Regions from separate parts of the Mus musculus genome. Here region 1 is linked to region 2. Evidence: chromatin contacts called from public HiChIP or PLAC-seq data. All regions are on one chromosome and are shown on one strand. The core of a region is the stretch at or near the end of the contact, and the rest is flanking DNA. Distances in the headings are between cores, read along the strand shown. Region 1 overlaps Macrod2 (mono-ADP ribosylhydrolase 2). Region 2 overlaps Macrod2 (mono-ADP ribosylhydrolase 2).

The links. HiChIP or PLAC-seq counts read pairs in DNA pulled down with a chosen protein or histone mark.
Region 1: a contact with region 2 is called in an H3K27ac HiChIP or PLAC-seq map of extraembryonic endoderm stem cells. The contact joins two enhancer-like sites. A contact is called at or near these places in 2 of 115 datasets of contacts at active chromatin or transcription factors (extraembryonic endoderm stem cells and trophoblast stem cells).

Annotation. Positions count from the first base shown.
Region 1 is chr2:141,050,097-141,052,796 of GRCm38.p6, reverse strand. All of the region lies in intron 5 of Macrod2 (mono-ADP ribosylhydrolase 2), which reads right to left. Among named protein-coding and RNA genes, the nearest start is that of Flrt3, 380 kb to the right of the region's middle. Within about 2 kb of position 1,301, at least 4 of the 459 cell types and tissues checked have an H3K27ac peak or open chromatin away from gene starts, as enhancers often do. A contact at or near this core is called in extraembryonic endoderm stem cells, where this site is marked.
Region 2 is chr2:140,706,425-140,709,124 of GRCm38.p6, reverse strand. The region is part of intron 3 of Macrod2 (mono-ADP ribosylhydrolase 2); the gene reads right to left. Among named protein-coding and RNA genes, the nearest start is that of Flrt3, 36 kb to the right of the region's middle. Within about 2 kb of position 1,339, at least 7 of the 459 cell types and tissues checked have an H3K27ac peak or open chromatin away from gene starts, as enhancers often do. A contact at or near this core is called in extraembryonic endoderm stem cells, where this site is marked.

The DNA of each region.
Region 1 (2,700 bases), core at 52-2,551, 340 kb before region 2:
ACTTTTACTACAAAAGAGAAGTTCTTGAAACTTAGTGGCCAGCCCAGCTTACTTATTTTCCACATTTTATTTTTGAAGGTTTTTTTTTAGCCTTTGAATCTAGTTATAAATTATATTTTTTTGGGTAATTTAACTCCAAAGCTATAAAAGGATGTACATGGCTATTTACATGCTTAAAATATGACTCTTTCTTAGAAACTTGTGCGTGCACAGGCAAGCGTACACACATGCATACAATTGTCCTTTTCTTAAGGGTCTGTCTGTCTCTCTTTAAACAGCATTGCTTAACTCTAAAGCCTGTACTGTCTCTGACCTCCACTCCATATAATTACTAACTACAAGGCTTCTGCTTTTCCTGAGGAAAGGCCCCTCAAGGGGAAACACCTCAGTCTCCTGGCAACAGTGATGATAGGCTATGTATCCCAGATGCCTCTGACAAACTATGGATTTACGGACCAACAGATTTGACAAGTAACCATTCTTGCCTTGCTGTACGTAATAAAGAATTGTACTTTTCCTGTTTTGTATTTTCATTCAGTTCAGAGAACACTGTGTCAGGGACAGGATGGATTCCTTGTCTTTTATCAGCACCTACACATAGTAGGCCTTCAGGAAATAAGCACAGTTTAACTTTTATTCTGAGAAATGCTTTACCTTTAGCCAAATCATCAAGAAAAGGTTTTGGAAAACTCCATTCGATCTATTGAATCAGATGAATGACTCCTGATGTATAGACCTCACAGGGTACCACAAATCAGATAACAAAATTCACACAGCAATATTAAATCAGCAACTGCAAAAGTAAGTCTGCTTTAGCAATGAGGGGAAAAAGAGCTCTATATTCAAATACTACATTAGTTATTCATAGTCAAAGATATCTTCTTCTTCTTCTTCTTTTTTTTTTTTTTTTTTTGGTTTTTTGAGACAGGGTTTCTCTGTATAGCCTTGGCTGTCCTGGAACTCACTTTGTAGACCAGCTGGCCTTGAACTCAGAAATCCGCCTGCCTCTGCCTCCCAAGTGCTGGGATTAAAGGTGTGTGCCACCACTGCCCGGCTAAAGATATCTTCGTTACTTCTGTAAGATTATGTGTCTCCACATGGGAAATAATTCCACTGACCTACTAGGCTGTATATAAGATGTCACACACATTTGTGGAAGCAGCTGGCTTTCTAGGTATGCAGAAGCAAATGGAGTCTCACCCTTGTCCCTTCCTTCCTTCCTCCCTCCCTCCCCTCTTTGCTTCCTTCCTTCCCAACTTCCCTCCTTCCCTTTCCCTCCATCTGAGAACAAATGCCTGCCATTTCCATGCAAGCTCAGTGACATGTGCCACCCACCCTGCTTTCATTCTCGCTGCTAGTACTGTTTTGTTACACCACTGACTTCTCAAATATCTTTTCATTCTTCTCTTTTCTCCTTTCTCCTGCTCAATTTGATGAGCTTTTCACAATAAGAAATTACAACTGGGAAAAAAGAAACTCCACCATCTTTATTAGACAGACTTTTTAATATCCTGGTTACATTACTGAATGTAAACAGGAAGGATAAGTATGTCTACCCAATTCCCTTCCCATTGTCTAGCAAGCAAACATTTCTCAACTGAGCCATTAATCCTTCTATTGTTTTCTCTTACCAACAGTCAGAGTTGAGAGATTAGGAGATACTGGCAATTCAATTCAGGATCACAGAAAAAGTCCCTGAATGCCCCCAAAACAAGAAAGGTTGACCTTTCTCATCAAAATCTCTCTAAGTCAGTGTAAACTCTGAAGGCACCATAATATTTATTGGTAGCCTTTGTATACTTGAGGTATGGCATAATAGTGAAAAGAAGACTGTAGCCCTGTTCCATATTACCTTCTCCAAGATACCCAACAATGACTATTCTCTTAAGAGCATTAAGGCATTACGGGGCACTCACCATGTCAGAAGCTGTAAGAAGTGAGGAAGATGATACCAGCCAATTCTAAATTTCACTCCCAATCATGTTTTTATGGGTCTGCTTTGTCTTGTAGGAAAACAGCCCTGCTGTGTAGCTATTCTCCAAGACCCTCACACAGAGTTATACAGATTTGCCACTCACTTCTCTTAATGCATACTAACTTATATTTATGTTGTTGGCACTCATCCCTAAGTTTCTCTTGCTGAAAATGATTTCCTCATTTTTTTAAGATACAGAGATGGTATTAATATGGATCTCCAAGTCTTGACTCTCTCCTGGAAAAATGTTTTTTTACAAATACATTTTTTAGCAACACAGACCCTGTTTTGAAAAGATACAGGTAAAGTGAGCCTGAATGTATTTGAACATTTCTTCATCATAGCCCTATTAAAAAGTTCGGGTCTGTAGTTTTCTTAAGCCTTTTGCAGGAAAAGGTAACTGCTTCACACTGATAGAAGAGGTTTGAGCAGCACTTAGGAAGCCAGCTAGCAGTGGCTTAGCTAGCTCCAAAGTAAGTTCTATTAGAAGGAGAAATAAATAGACAAAGTGCCAAACTCAAAACCATTCTCCTACAGAGATAAACTATAAGTACCCTGCAGAAAGTGAAAACAGCTCTCAGGGGAATGTTTGAGATGTGGGCCAAAGAACAGTGCAACTGTCTATGAGTTAACTGGCAATACTTATGCGGAAAGTTTTAGAAGTTTTAAGAACTGGAAAAGAGCTGCCAGACGGGGGAGCTGATGGTAGAGTCCCGCTGAGTTCT
Region 2 (2,700 bases), core at 90-2,589:
GTGTGTGTGTGTGTATATATATATATATATATATATATATATATATATATATTCAATATGCTATCCAAGCTTAAGAATGATTGACACTCTGGTACTTGTCACGACATGAATAAGCCTTAAAAGCACAATGCTAAGCAAAATGAATAGGGGACCAAAGGGAGAATGCTTCCGGATGTCACTGTCAGGAGTTACCTAGGCAATTCCGTGAGCGCAGAAAATAGCTCAGGAGTTTCTAAAACATGGGTGAGATGTAGAATTGTTATTTAATGGTTACAGAGCTGCTTCTATAATAAAGAAAAAGTTCAAAAGGCACACAACGTTGTGGATAGTCTAAATTGTATACTTAAAACGGGTTGTATTGTAGAGTTCATTTCTTATAATTTAATATATGCTAATATTGAATAATATACATTAAATTGGTAACTTATATAATGTGGAATTATACTTGAATTAACTATTTAAATTATATCGACCAAAAATGAGCATAACTGACAACCAGGAGTGCGTAAAAGGTGATAATCTGCAGCGTGGGCTCTGTGTGAGGAGTGCAGACTCCAGACACTGGTATTCCTGGGCCTGAAGCATGGCTCTCCCTCTTTGCCAACATATGACTCTAATAAGTTACTAAGCCTCCCAGTGCTGCCATGTCTTCTGCGAAATAAGGATCACAGTGCCCTTTTCTTAAGGCTGAGACGAGGATTAAAATAATAAATGTTTCAAAGTGTTCAGAGGAGTGCCTGGCACGTCTGAAGCACAAGAGGCAGCGATCGGTATTATCCTGAGAGAAGCATCTAACTCCTGGGCCACCACACAGCAGCAACCAGCTGCATGGAAGACATGTGCTTTGCCTCTGGTGGTGTTTGTTATGGATGAAATAGAGCAAATGTGGAGTCTAACAATGGATGCTGTGGGAATGCTTTCCCAACTAGAGCACAAATAAACAGAAAGGTAGACATTGATCCCGTATGACTACAGAGAAGGGTTGCCGAGGCCTAAGAAATTCTGCAGCTCAGGAAACAGAAGCGAGAAAGAATCAAGAACTTTGACATGACCCTACTATGTGTCTGAAAATGAAGGAAAAAAGCAAGGTTCCCAAGCTCCTACATACAAATTGTGATATCTAACTAATGTCAAATCCATACTAACAATACATTATATTATTATCTATGGCTGTGTGCCAGATTCTGTGGTAACTAACACTGAGATAGAGTTTAATCGGAGTGTGCTCTTAGGAGCCATGGAAGCAAGATTAAGGAGAGAGACTGGAGCAGGAAGGGCCCACAGAATTATCATGATCAAGACAAAACAGAGAGACCTTGGCACTCCCTGCATTGTCTAGTCGTTTTATCTGAGCTGCAGCCAGGGAAGGGAATACAATTCTGAAGCAGCTCTTATCAACAGAGGCCATAGCTCAGAACACCTGGAAAGCACACGCCACACTCTTTGTACTTTAGAAAGAAACATACTCCGGAAAGAGACTACTTGCAAATCTCAGTGCCACTACTGGTGTTTTATGTTGTGGTCCACAAAGCGGAGGCAGCAGCAGCAGCATGGCTTGAAAACTTCTTAGAAGCACATGTTCTTCTTTGATTCAGAGCTGTGGAATCAAATTTTCTAGAGCTGGGTCCTAGGCGTCTCAGTTTCAATAACACCTTCAGATAGTATTAATGCAGACCGAATTAGAAAGCCACACTATTTATGGTTTAAGATGCAAAACGCACACATGATGAGACAGATGCTGAGTGTAGTGTACTCTTATAGAGGCTTATCTTAGGCTGGAAAGCAATCACCCAGTGCTCTCTCTGTGGTCATGGAACTGCTTCTAGAGTTGAGGGTGATTACTAAGTTGCACAAAGTTGGAGTACTAAACATGTGACACAGATCAATGGAAATGTGAATTAGGAAAAACAGGCTATGCTCATTGCAAAACAAAGTCCATAGATATAAAGGAAGATGCCAAGGAGGAAAATATGACCTGAGAAAAGCAAAATGATAGATCTTGGACAACTCTAACATACTTGCTGTGTGACTCTTCCCTTAAGCTTTTAAAAGGATCTGTAGGTAAAGAAATACCAAGATGAGCTCAGAGATGAGGCAGGAAACGGCCCAAAGGCAATGTATCCCTTCTAAAGAAGTAGAACTTCAAGCTAAAAGGGAAAGAAAAGGGAAAATGTTCAAGTCTGCACTGGGTCTATATGATGCATTACACTGGAAGAAATTTTGGTGACAATGTACTGAAACCTCGGTACTGAAAAGGTTCATGGATATGGTCACTCCGATTATTCAATAGCTCAGGAGTGATGATGTGGTCCTGTAACTCATTTGAGCCTTCCAGGAGACATACTGGAGAAATACAGTGACATAAAGAAGGCCCACATCAATCGCTTCAGGTTTTGGTGGTGTTTCATCTGTGCCTGGTGCAGCTGACATTTCTCCATCGTCACAGTCCGAGTACACACCTACACAACTGTCATTTGCCCTGTACAAGTACACTTTGGGGTTGGCAAGTGCACTAACCGGAAGATGGACATGTGTTGTCCACTGGGGAAAGTCTCCTTGCATCAGGGGTTAATTTAGATAGTACACAGGTTTAAAAAAAAATAAGGAAGAAAAGAAAAAACTAAAGCAACTTTACAAAATTCTTGTAAGGTAAGGAAACAAAATACTTGTATGGAAACAACGGAATTGTTTTATTTTAGA